2 separate regions of the Mus musculus genome follow, and region 1 is linked to region 2. The links are chromatin contacts, called in public HiChIP or PLAC-seq maps. All regions are on one chromosome and are shown on one strand. The core of a region is the stretch at or near the end of the contact, and the rest is flanking DNA. Distances in the headings are between cores, read along the strand shown. Region 1 has its middle 28 kb from the start of Gm41333. Region 2 has its middle 170 kb from the start of Gm41333.

What was found. HiChIP or PLAC-seq counts read pairs in DNA pulled down with a chosen protein or histone mark.
Region 1: a contact with region 2 is called in a FOXA1 HiChIP or PLAC-seq map of pancreatic cancer cells. The contact joins two enhancer-like sites. A contact is called at or near these places in 1 of 15 datasets of contacts at CTCF or cohesin (CD8 T cells), 1 of 484 Hi-C or Micro-C datasets (nephron progenitors) and 2 of 115 datasets of contacts at active chromatin or transcription factors (CD8 T cells and pancreatic cancer cells).

The regions. Positions count from the first base shown.
Region 1 is chr15:62,693,644-62,700,715 of GRCm38.p6, forward strand. No RefSeq gene overlaps it. Among named protein-coding and RNA genes, the nearest start is that of Gm41333, 28 kb to the left of the region's middle. Within about 2 kb of position 5,153, at least 72 of the 459 cell types and tissues checked have an H3K27ac peak or open chromatin away from gene starts, as enhancers often do. A contact at or near this core is called in pancreatic cancer cells, where this site is marked.
Region 2 is chr15:62,496,401-62,502,616 of GRCm38.p6, forward strand. No RefSeq gene overlaps it. Among named protein-coding and RNA genes, the nearest start is that of Gm41333, 170 kb to the right of the region's middle. Within about 2 kb of position 4,806, at least 61 of the 459 cell types and tissues checked have an H3K27ac peak or open chromatin away from gene starts, as enhancers often do. A contact at or near this core is called in pancreatic cancer cells, where this site is marked.

The DNA.
Region 1 (7,072 bases), core at 3,903-6,402, 200 kb after region 2:
CGCCTGTTCCAGAAGCTGTCAGGTTCTCTGGCGCACCCTCTCACCTGTTCAGACTAATTTCCTAAGTTCGGCGGGTCCCGGACCAAGATGGCGACCGCTGCTGCTGTGGCTTAGGTCGCCTCCCCAGCCGGCCCCACAAAACATTCAACTCCAAATTTGTCCTGCCTATAAGAAGTGCAGGGACAAAGATGGAGCATAGACTGAGGGAATGGTCAGCCAATGACTGGCACAACATGAGACCCATCCTTTGGGCAAGAAGCAATCCTTGACTGTATTAATGATATTCCGCAGACAGGATCCTAGTATAACTGTCCTCAGAGAGACGCCACACAGCAAGTGTCTAAAACAGATGCTAAGACCCATTAGGTACCTGGGGAGGCCTATTACATTTTTCTCTTGCCAGAGACACCTTAGATTATCTGGGCAGCTTTGTTTCCACAAGCATTCATTAGAAATTTGTAGTCTCCTTGCAGATACCCAGTAACTCTGATCCATGGCTGAAGGGTGTGAGAGTAAGATTTAGCAGCCCATCAACATCTGAAGTAGACTCCATATTCAAGAGTTATCCACAACCCACTCCCACTTCCAGGTGAAGCTCCCTTCCAAAGGCATTCAACTGCGAGAGATCACTTGGTCTTCAATCCTGGAGACAATATTTGCTTCAGAAAACACCTACCTAACGTCCTTCTGAGTCTCCTTCTGCACCCATCATGTCTAAAACTGAAGCAAAAAATAAAAAATAAAAAAATCAGGCAATGATTGCTTCACTAACAGTGAAAGTGGGATTAGGAAATGCCAGCCAAGGGAATGGTTAAAAGACAGAATGGCAAAATGGTATTTCCTGTAGAAGACAAAGAGATTTGTGTAAGATAGAGTTGGTAAAGAAATACAGAAAATTTCTACACAATCTTGGTGTCCTTGGAACACAAGGAAGGACTGATTGTTACATCATGGCCATAGTTGCAAGCATGGCTCAACAAAAATTGTAGCAGGTGGATTTTATAGTTCACATGCTCTGTCTCATAGTGTGTGTGCTTCTGTCTTCTTACTATACCCCAGGAGAAAAGGTAATGTATAACTTGTATAAGGAAGTGACTTTTTCACCTGCAGAATTTGGCTCCATGTTAGTTTAATGTTCTGGAATTTAAAGTCATCTCTTTTTTCCTTTTTCTTTAAAATGTCTAAATGCTGTGTTGATAAATGTCACATAGAATAATGAATGTGATGGAATGTGTTAAGGATAATGGGAGTTACTTTCTAGTTCGCCTGAACCACGACTTGTCTGCATTTAGCAAGAATAATGAATGTAATTTAATACAGCACCTTTGCAGAGAAGTGACTCAAAACACTTTCAAAGTGAATATTAAAATGCTGAATTATGCAATAAGGACACAGACTTAAGTCGATAATAATAGATCACATACAAAATGACACAATGGAGCAGAGGGTACATTTCTAAAGTAAGCTTTATATAGTGATTTGTAAAAGGATGAACACAGAGAAGTTGACATGGAATGAGGAAATCAAAGGTCAGATAGAGAGTAAATTCCTGTGTTAATGATTGGAGTTAGCACAGGGCATTTGCAACGGGTACATATTGGAGCCAGTCATGTGGAACAAAGCTTGATTTATAATCTGCATGGCTACAAACAAGCTCATTTCAAATTTGATCTTTAGGGTCCTGCATGTGATTATGATATATATTTTTTTCTGGAAGCTCATGAGTTGTATACATTTTAGAAGATCCTCTAATAAAACGTAATTTCATTATTATCAAAGTGAAATAATAGCCTCAATTTCTTCTATACACTCTCCTGCTGCCAGTCTTACATATACACACATATATATCAGAGACATCACTATATAAACCCATTACAATCCTCTTTCTCCATCCTAAGAGATGCAATCATATATCGCTTGTAGAACTGGAAGAAAATTAGGTACAAAGATTGTATAGTCCAAGAGCCTTGTTTTCACCAATAAATGGCAGCCTGATACTATGACATCATAGGTTTGAAATCACACAGTTGTATCCACTGTTTTGTTCTGGGTACTCTACTTATTACTACACATGCATTATTTTATCCTTATAAAATGATTATGAGGGCTATATACTTAAGTATGACTGACAAACTGTGTGTGGCACACACAGAGGAAATAGTTTGTAAAAAGACTCAACTGGATTTCCATACCTAGCCTAGGGAGTCTCTAACTCCCTTCCCACTTTGTACTCCCATTCTCTGTTCTGTCTCCACACGGCTAGATAGGGGATCAGGCCTTAGTTTCCCAGAACTTACATAAGTAGGCTATGCCATTCTTTTTTCCTAAGATTTTTTTTCTGTCCCACGAGAGATGGGGAAGTTGTGAGGATACTGCAATTCAGCAATGACTTGTTTTGCTAAATGTTAAGAACTTTTGCCTGGGATCTTTCCCAACCGCCTTTGCTGTTCTTCAACTCTGAGCCAAGAACTTGAGTCAGAAAAATCCCAATTTTAATCTGTGTCCTTAAGCAAGACTTAAAGGGTAATTTGTGTCTTCAGTTTGTTCATATAAAATATAGGTTTATAATAGTAGCTACAGGTAGTTTTCCTGAGTATCAAATGATAAACAAGTAAATGCTTTGAAAACCAAAAGTGCTAAATATTACTCACTGTTGATATACCAAACAGAGGTAGAAGCTATGTCTTACAACTCGTAGTCTTTGAGAGAGATATATATAAATGTTAGAGAACTGATTCTTGAAGCCATGATCAGTGTCCTGCCTGCAAGTTTTTGTTTGCTCTGTTTTAATACATGTACAAGCAAACTACTGGTTGTTTTAAAATGGTAGGTAAAGAAATGAATGAGAACACAGAGCCTTTTTATCAGGTCACCAATAGGACTTCACCAGCCAACTAAGTCCTTGGCAGTAGCCTCATCCAATAAATCAGCATGTCAAAAGAAATAATGAGTCCTCCCCAGGAACAAGAACAAACCCACCAAGCTCTTCAAGATGGACTTAAAGCAGAAATCTCCAAGAGCGCCTCCCCACATTTCCCTCCTTTTCCATTCATAAAAGAAAAGGGCTAGCTATGGATAATGGCATTCCTTTGACCAAGTGAGTCAAGAGGCTCATCTACCCAGAACGACCCATAGAGATCCAGATAAGATAATGATTTGACTGCCTATTGTATATATAAGCATTTCTTGTCCAGCCAGCCAGAGTAATTTTCTAATCTGAGATATACTCAGAATTTTTATTTGGGCTGGACCCTAGGAACCAAATAGTAAACAGAATAGTTAGTCCCTGGCAATAAGGAGGGTTGGGTAGTTTGCTTTCAGAAATGTGAGAGAAAGCAGATCAACTGTGTAATGCTAGGTTTGGTCTTAAAAGATCTCAGAGATAAAAAATAATGCCTACCAAATATTGCCCTACCTTATTTTATCCAGACAGAAATAAAGACTGAAAAGGTACACAAGGTGAGACGTTATGGCCAGAGCCATAGTCACATGACCAAATGGATGCTCATTTCTTTGCACCTGTTTCTGTGCTTTCCCCATAGCAGTTTAGCCACTCTCGACTTGGTTTAACTCAGCACACATTCCTCTTATACGCTTGCTATATCTCCAGAACCAGGTCTAGAGTAGAAAATGTAGGAAGCCATCAACAAAGATCTATTTACAGGTGCATCCTGCTTCACCTAATCCTTACAAAAACATTGTGAATCTGAGACCCTTATCTCAAAAACAAAAGAATAAATGAAGCATCATCTGTCGTCTCATTCCACATCACATGATTCTAGTCTTAAGTTATTAGACCTCTCATTCTGGGTTTTCCAGTCAGTACCAAGTGATCTTCCTTGCCACATATCTTTCTTTATTCTTTCCTTGACAACTGTTATACTCTCTTACATGTTTATTTCCTCAAGCCTTTGTTGTAATTCAGTTGTTAGGGATGGACAGTGATCTGGGGAACTGAGAAAGTCACTGATCTCAGGAGCTAAGAAGGTCCATAGACCAAAGACCACACAGAGCCCATAGATTTTGCAGATCAGTTTTTTTTTTTAATGCTAAGAATAAAAATGGAGCAAAGTAAAGGAGAGGCAGACTGACCAGAAGAAGCCTCCTTCTCAATGAAGTATCCAGGGGAAACTCTACTGAAGGAACAGTATCTGAATGTAGGCCGAACATTGTGCAGACCATGGATAGAAAGGGGAAGTCAGGCAACAGCCTTGGGTCTACTTTGAGAATAGAAACACAAGTCAAGCCTTGGTGAAGGAGTCAATAAACTGTATCAGATAAGAACACATGGGCAGACATCAATCCTGCTGGTAGGAACTATATTCTGAGCTAATGATTGGCTTACTCACATAAGTAGAGTCATTCAAATTCTCTGTATCTTATTCTGCCCTTCTCTAGGAGGGTACTGATGAGAGCATTCACTTCTGGGGTCATGTGAGGATTTTAAATTGAAAGCAGTACCTGGCACACATTCAACAAGTACCCACTAGTTCTTGCTACTTCAGAGCTAATATCATTATTTATTCTGCTTTTATACTTTCTTCCTTTGAAAAACAGCAGGAGCTTGTTATACACGTATTTCTCCAATAAAGTGTGAGGAAGGCCAATAAAATAAAATCAATAAAAGAGGAAGCTGTTCTGGCTGACTCAAGGGAGTAGCAGGCAAGCACACCATCTGTTCAACCCCACCCAGGCCCCATGGTGGTCCTGAGGATGCCCTGGGCTCCAGCACTCACAGCTAACTACTTTCCTGTGAGAGCTCAAAACAGAGAGATTAGCATCAAAAAAGTGGGGGGGCTAGATACGTCACTATCAAAAAATGAAAACTGTAAAGTAGAATATCTTGGTTCTTTTAAACAAGACCTTTTCTTCTCTGTCTCTGTGTGCCTCTCTGTGCCCCTATCTCTATCTCTCTAGGTCTCTCTGACTCTTGTCTCTCTCTCCTTTTCTTCTTCTTTCCTTCCTTCCTTCCTTTGAGAAAAGAGATTACCAGGCCACACCACCAAAGCCACCCTTCTTGAGGTGGTTTTTGGAGCTTGTTTATGTTGCTCAGACTTAGTCATAAGTTCAGAACATTCTGTGGGTTTTACTGGAACTCAGTATCATGGCTCATCCCAACTCAGCTTGCTCTGTCTGAGGCTGCCAGTGGCCTCCCATGGGACAATGGCTCAGAGTCTCAGGCTGCACACACGAGAAAGCAGGTCTTGTGGTTCCTCATAAGCCTTAGGAATGGCCTCTCTATTTCCAAAGGCCTGCAGTTAAACTTAGGAACCAGAAGAGGTGTGTTGACTCATATTTGATGTTCCCTGGGGACACCTGCTACTTCCTGAAGCCTAGTAGCTTGTCATTTTGTGTTCCTAGATATGTTTCTCCCACCCAGAAATCCACAAAGTTATGGTATTTTTCCTTGTATGTACCTTGCAAGCTGCTGTAGGAGTTGGGTGTGGTTAGCCCAAATATCGGTTTGTTGTTGAAGGTTTGATGGTTTCTGACTGTTTACTTAGCTTTAGTTCACTGGAGCACTTAGCAACACTTCATCTTTTGGGGGTTTCTGAGCCTCACCTTGTGTGCCCAAAGACACTTCTGTTGTGTGTTTTCTTACATGTAGATGGAGCGCAAGCACTTTCACACCTAGAATCTGGTGTGAACCCATCAGCAATACTGTGAGGCACAATTAAAACTCTTCCTTTAGGAGATGAAAATGGGACCCAAAGGCATTAACTAAGTTATATAGGTTCACTCAGTGGATGGGCATGAAAACATCCTTAGAGCTACATCAGGTGGACTCCTGGTCCTCTTTTCTATTCACTTTGCTATATTTTAATGTGACAGCCCATCAGATTTTAACATGAAGATCATTGCATCTCTCATAAGATGTTTGCATTCTTGATACTTGTGGTTTACTTACTTGGTTGAATTTAAAGATTCAGTGGGAGAAAGAAAGAAACAGAGAAGGAGGGAGGGAGGGAGGGAGAGAGGGGGGGCTAGGGGGACACTGGGTGTTTATGTGCATGTGTAATGTGTATGTTTGTGTCAATGTGTAGAGAAATGGGCAGAAAAAAATAAGAAATTAAATTTCTGTTTGATCTGGTTTCAGTTTCCAGAGCTATCAAGCAAAAGGTGTGTAAAGAGTACTTCTAAAATCCTTATGAGCTTATAATACTAAACCTCCATGCTGTAACAAGAGGGATAGTGATGTGTCCTATTCTCTGTCACTCACTTTTATACTTAAAGACCTTTGTTTCTCCCAAAGTCAAATCGATTGAAGAGAAAAATCTAGTGGGGGCACCAGGACAAAGGGCTCGCTAGCGTTTGATGTACCCACTGCCAGGAGGAGATGTGAGCCTAAAAGGAAGCTGTTTTGTTTTGTGCACGTTTCCTGCGATGTTTCTTTGGTGGTAGGGTTGAGATAATTCAGCATCACTGGTTTTCTAGTTGTTCCAAATTCCAATAGAAACATAATGGTCTGAAGATGCCTGGTCGCATCTGAAATGATGAGTATATGAGGTTAAATTCCCCATGCCTCAGGGAGAGTGTTTGGGAAGAAGCAGTTTTCAGGACAGAGCATGAGGGTTTCTAACTCACAAGAACTTAGACATCAAGAAGCAAACACAATGGACGAAGCAAGTGGAAGTTTCATGAAGCACCCACTTTGCTCTTGAACTGAACATTCAGAGCAGTGGTCGTTTAATAAAGGAAAAGAGGAGAAACAAAGCTTAAAGAACAGAATTGTAGATACCAATAGCTATACTTATACTAGGGATATTCCCTGCAAAAACTGATCAGGAATTATCTTTCACACATGATTCAGGAAGGTATGGTCTTATGGGTCATATCAAGCCAAATTTGGCCAAAATTGATTATTTCTTACCCAGCATAGAAAATCTTTTTTTTTTTTTTAAACAAGAGTCAATGCTGGAAAGGGCTTTAGAGCCTACTATATCTAACTTCTTTTAAAACAAAAACTGATATAAAAACCTCATAAAATAGTGAATACTTCCACTATTTTTCAGGCTTTTAATTTCTCCAAAGACCAGTAATTAGAGCCACAGCAAAACAATATGAAAGGGTT
Region 2 (6,216 bases), core at 3,556-6,055:
ATTTAGAGAGAGGGCTAAGGAAAATCTTCTATGATTGATCTGGAGGTGGGGAAAGAGGAAGCTGCTGGGCTCTTGGCTGTAGATTTGGAATCCTGCCAAGAGTCAAATCTGGGAGCTGCCCCAAATCACAGGCTGGGAACCTGCATGATGAAATCTAAGTAGACATCCATCGGAAGCTAAGAGTCTCTTTTACTCAGACTTCCCTTGACTGTACATTGCATGTCCTACAAGCTCGAAAGTAACGTTCAGTCCTATGGACTTGATGGCAGTCAATAAGAGCAGTTTTAAAATACTGCTTTAAATTTATTTTAAAGCAATAACTTATTAAGCTCATGTATCAATAAGTTGATGTCCATGCAGCTAACACAGCAAAGTCAGTCCTCTCTGAGAACATAATGAAGGTTTGAGATTAAATTGCTTATCATTTTAAAATTTATTACCATTAAAGGATTTATATTGACCCATTTAAGTGAACCCAAAACAAAATCTAACACTTTTTTTCTTGCTTTAAGCATCTTTAGCTCCATATTATTCCCAGTAAGGTCAAACCCAAGATTTTTCAGTTTTGATGACATCTCCATTAACACCTTTTCATGTTTGAATTCTAACAGAGCTGCTGGGGAAAAACAACAGAAATTGATGAAATCCTACTGAAATAGAGCTTTCAGAAGGATGCAGCCACGAGGCTGCAAAGGGCTTACAATATATATGCTCTGTTCCAGTAAAAGATGAACATGTATCAGGACAAGCATTTATGACTCTGCCTATAGAGTTTCTCTGGGTCCAAAGCAAATTCCAGGGAACTAATGGAATTGTTTTGGCAGTGGATGGAATAAATGAAGCCCTTATCCAAGGATGGATAGAAATTGGAGAATAGATACTACTATAGCTAGCTGTTTTTCAAGTAAATCTCTGAAGAATATTCCAGAACTCATTAAAGTTCCTACAACATTAGCCACTTTCCCACCCCTGTTCATCTTCTACTGATTTTTATTATTGGTTTCCTGCCTTGTCTGTCTACTCCTAAGCTGAATCCTATCAGGATCACTTTCTCCTAAACGCTGCCTCAAGATACACGTTTGGGAAATGTGGTCCAGACAAGATAGTGATTAGTTATCAGGACATTTGAGATTAGGAAATAAGTAAAGGGCTGGGTTGTAGTTCATAGAGTGGTGTTTTTTTGTTTGTTTGTTTGTGGATTAGGACTGGGGTTTAATCCTCAGTTTAGAGAGGAAAGGCACATAGAGATAGAGTGAGGACAGAATGGTTGTGAGAGATAGGGAAGACAGAGGGAAGGGGGAGAAGGAAGGGAGGGATGGAAAGAAAGGGGGGAAGGGAGGAAGGGAGGGAGGGAGGGAGGAAGGAAGGAAGGAAGGAAGGAAGGAAGGAAGGAAGGAAGGAAGGAAGGAAGGAAGGAAGGATGGATGGAAGGAAGGAAAAGGAAAGGGGAAATTGGAATAAAGGTATGTGGCATGGCAAAAGCAACTCATAGGGGCTCTAGTGACTATAATATGAAAATAGCAAATTATTCCACCACTGTCTTGTGTTTACACTGTCATTTGATCTCAGGATAGCCTGTGGTTATTAGTGTCCCCATAGCTCCATAACAGGGCACTCTCATGTCTTATGTCATTTGCCCAAATTAAAAATACTTGACAGACGCATCTTCTGAGATGAGAATAAAACACATACCACAGCTGTGCTGTCAGGAATATGGAAAAGTAAAGATTTGTACAGTTTTAGCATCTATATTAAAAGAGATTTAGCCTCTTATCAAGAGTTATGAGGAGTCCCAAACATGGAATGAGTTATTATTGACAATATACAATTTCTAGTCACACTAAATGACATTTTGTTTTGCTTTAACCCTACCTTTTCTGTCATGACACTCTGACTTAGTACCTGCTTCTCCCTCCCTCCCTCCCTCCCTCCCTCCCTCCCTCCCTCCCTCCCTCCCTCCCTCCCTTCCTTCCTTCCTCTTCCCTCCCTCCTTCTTTTCCTCCCTTCCCTTTTCCTTCCCTGCTTCCCTCCGTTCCTTTCATAAAAATGTTGTGTTCATACTTGAGTATGAGGGCTGCCTATCCATGCTCTCTTTGTATCCGTGTCCCATCCCAGGCATGGTACTTATGGTGAAGTACTGCGATGGAATACACACCTTTCCTACTAACCACAGGGCTGATGGAGATTGCTCCCTTGCTACTACCTTAGAAACTGACATAATATAAATCATCGAGTGAGAGTTCACAAATTTTTACCTAAAAAGAAAAAGGTGACCTGCTGAAAAAGTAAATTCATCTACTATGAATTATGTCCATTAATGGATGGGTGGCAAGACCCCAGAGACATCTTATGGATGAGGAACAATTAACACTTATTCTGTTTCTTGAAAGAATAGATAGTGCCAGAAGTTTAATGAATTTCAAATTCCTTTATATTAACAGATTCAACATCAGCTTTTTTATTTTATTTTATTTTATTTTATTTTATTTTATTTTATTTTATGGTTTTTTTGAGACAGGGTTTCTCTGTGTAGCCCTGGCTGTCCTGGCACTCACTTTGTAGATAGACCAGGCTGGCCTCGAACTCAGAAATCCGCCTACCTCTGCCTCCGGAGTGCTGGGATTAAAGGCGTGTGCCACCACACCCGGCTAACATCAGCTTTTTGAAGGCATTGTATTGAGAACTATTTTTTTTAACCTAATTATTCAACAAATATGAATAACTCCAAATCCATCATGATGAGAGAAGGTTGGGTCTCTATTCTTAGGGTAAATGCCTAAAGCTGTCCAGGTATTTTTATAGGCCTGTGCAGCAGCGTGCATGTGTCCCATGCTACATGGTTTGAACCAGTGTGGACCACTGATGAGGAAGAAATGAACCTATGCTGTGGAGGTTTAGAAGAAGGAGCCTGTAATTTCTAATCTGGAGATTCTGCCACTGCCAGAAACATTAGCAAAGAAAGGTATTTAGGAAGAAAGGTTAAATAACAAAGAGGAAGAACTTATAAGTACTCAAGAGGGATCTAGGGACTTAATGATGTCCAGATTGCTGGGTACTAGAATGTGAAGTCTGAGTGGACAGAGTTGAAGCTAGGGCTAGGGTAGAAGCATATATGATTCTTGAATCTATCCTGAAGAATTTGAATTATATTACTGACAGTAAATAGGGAGTCACTGATAATTTTAAATAAGAGACTATAGGGGAGGAATAATAATTTTCTTTTGTCATGATTTTCTAGGTGCAGCAAAAGGTAGAACAAGAGAACAAACAAAAGGAAACTCATATGTTCCTGCAAGAAAACCCACAGAATGTAGCACGGGTTCATAGAGTGCATCTCTAGGAAAGAGACTGAACCTCAGACTTAAATATTAGCACCTTCTGGAAAAAAAGCAAAGTTCTTCATAGCAAGATGGGTAGGAAAAGCCCCTCAAACAAAGCTTAGTTGTGCTCTGCAGCTCACACTCCATGCCTTTTCCAATTTCTCATTCTTCAGTGATTTATTTAATGGGTCTTTTTTTTTTCCTGGTAAGAGGGAGTCTCTCTCAAAGTTAACTTCCTCTATAGATGTGGCTCTTCTTATAAGAAGGCAGCTACTTTTTAAAGAACTACTCTCATGTCTATATGCTTTAAAATAACAAGCTCAAAATAATCCTACTGCTAAAGAGGCACATTTTCCAGTCTATAGTCTGGCCTTGTACAGTCATACCTTCAGTCATTGTTTTCTGGGTTCCATTAGGAGTGAAATGACCTAAAGTTTGGACTTCTTGGAGCATGATGCTGAGTAATGTAAGAAGTCTGTATATGTCTACTTTCCTTACCTGTACAGTCAGGATAATGGGGGCTTTTAATTAGCTAAGCACAGTAAGCACACACGTAGAATTCTAGCACCTGGAAGATAAAGGCAAGAGGATCAGGAGTTTGAGTATCACCTCTGTTGCACAGTGAATTTGACACCAACATGTGTTATGTAAGACTCTTAAAAACATTAAAAAAGGAAAAGAAAGAAAACCAGCTAAGATTTTACTCAGTCATAGTAGTACATTCTACTACATTATGGTTTATTTTAGAACACTTACTGTCAGTAAAGACCATGCATTGGAAACCAGTTAGAGATGGGAATGTAAACATGATGAGGGTGTATGTGCTTAGATCAAGGAGATGACAAAGACTTTGTTAGTGCTCCGCCAGTACAATATAAGAATGAAAGTAGGCTTGGAAGGAGGCAGAAGACAAAAGACCTGAGAGAGGCTAGGAAGTGCTTAGGTTCATAGGTCAACAACTATAGTAATTATTACTGGGATATGATCCTTCTAGAACCTTTGTCCTTAACCTGCCAAACACTAGTCACTACTAATGAGACTGTTTATCTTCAGATAGTGAAGCTTCCTAAGGCTTAAGTCTTACTTCAATCGTGTATTTGGTACCCAGCATGACAGCACAATAGGTGATCAAATAAATTCTTTGTGACTTGATTTTAACTTGCTTCTTCTAGCAATAGTATGTTAAGTCCTAAAGCAGTGAAAACTAATGAGTGAGTTCCTTCTTTGACCTTTCAGGGGTAGAAGCAAGCATGCTAACAGGGAGGAGATATAGTCTAGACTTGCCCATTTTAACCAAGTTGCTGGGTGCTTTTTGAGCATGCACAAGTTCACTAGGACCTGTTTATTGTCCTCTAAACGGTGTGCCAAATGCTGCATTCCTCTCTGCTTTGTCATGCATCTATGATTGCTAGTCACATGGTAACTAGTGACCATGCTCTCATCTTATGCAATAGCTCCCGGTGGACTCCTGGTCAGGGGATAAATGAGGCGATGCATTCCTGAGTTATGACTGGCCTGCTGGGTCCACTTGCAGGACACCTTGCTCATCTACACCGTACCCCCTCCCCCCCAGCTTCCTTAACAGGTTTCTCATTTCTCCCCATAAAGATCATGTTTCAGGTTTTATGTTGAAACTTTGACAGCCTCCTCTCCAGAGGTGACTTCAGAAACCTGATGAGAGCCCCATTAGGTTCAAAAGAACTGCTTACAAGCAGGGGCAGAAGGGCTTGGAGGGGTAGGGGAATGAAGTCTTCCTAAGTACTGGAGGCAGGCACAAAAATGGATGCTTTGCTTTAGAAGACAGGATGTGGCTTCATCATTACCAGCTGTTGTATGTTGGCACAAGCCCCTCTTCTCCATCATGTTACTTTCTTGTTCTAGAACATGGGAATAAAACATTTCCTCTTCAGGTTGCTAGGACAATATATCCAGGTGATGATTATAAAAGAAGCCCCAATAGGAAGCTTCTATACAAAGCCCCTATATTCAGCTCGCTCAGAATAGCTCATGCAGAGCTAAGATAGAGTTAAATAGAGCAAGAGACATTTTTTGGGGGGAAATGTTGATGGAGGATGAGAAGAAATAGAAGAAGCTTATCACGCTGTGAAGGGAGTGCTATCCCTAGAGAAGGCCATGAGGAAAGCAAGAGGAGTCCATTGAGCCACAAGCCATAGAACATTATTTCTTGGGTCTCTGCTAGGCAGGTGATAAAACACAGAATAATGATTCTGGTCAGAGTCCAGCTATAAAGGGACCCTTTGGTTTTAATATATATGTAGCCCGCAGGATCTAGGTGGAAATAGCCCACGAGTGTGAGTTTCACTCTGCGTGCTAGAAGAACTCTGATGACGGAACAGCTGGGGACTATGGGGTTCCTATGTTCCAGTCCTTAGGTTTTCTGCTGAGCAGACATCTTGATATGAACCTCTCTTTTTTTTCCCCTATCACTTTCTATGACCATGTTATGCAGCTAAAGATTTCTATCATACACTTTGTTAGTGCAGGTCTGGTGTAATAAAACTCTATAAATATGTTAGCATAAACTTGAAAATGTATTATTTTACAATTTTTGAAACTTGATCTTCAAGATAAGGTGTCTATAGGATTTTTTTTTTTAATGGGTAGACAATGCCCTTCTTTTGTTTTCTTATTGTCTTTCCTCTGGTGTTTGGCATAAGAGTAGTAGTTCACTTAGATCAGGACCCAGTTGACTTTGCTCAAACTTAATTACCTCCTGAAAGTCCTTATTTCAAAACATTGTCTCATTGTGGATTCAGCCTTGACTGTGTGAGCTTGGTGAAAAGAGTTCAATTCTCATGCCTCTCATATATATTATTCAGTAAATGGGTTTTCTCTTCCTTTCTTTCTCCATGTTATTCATTCATACATTCATTTA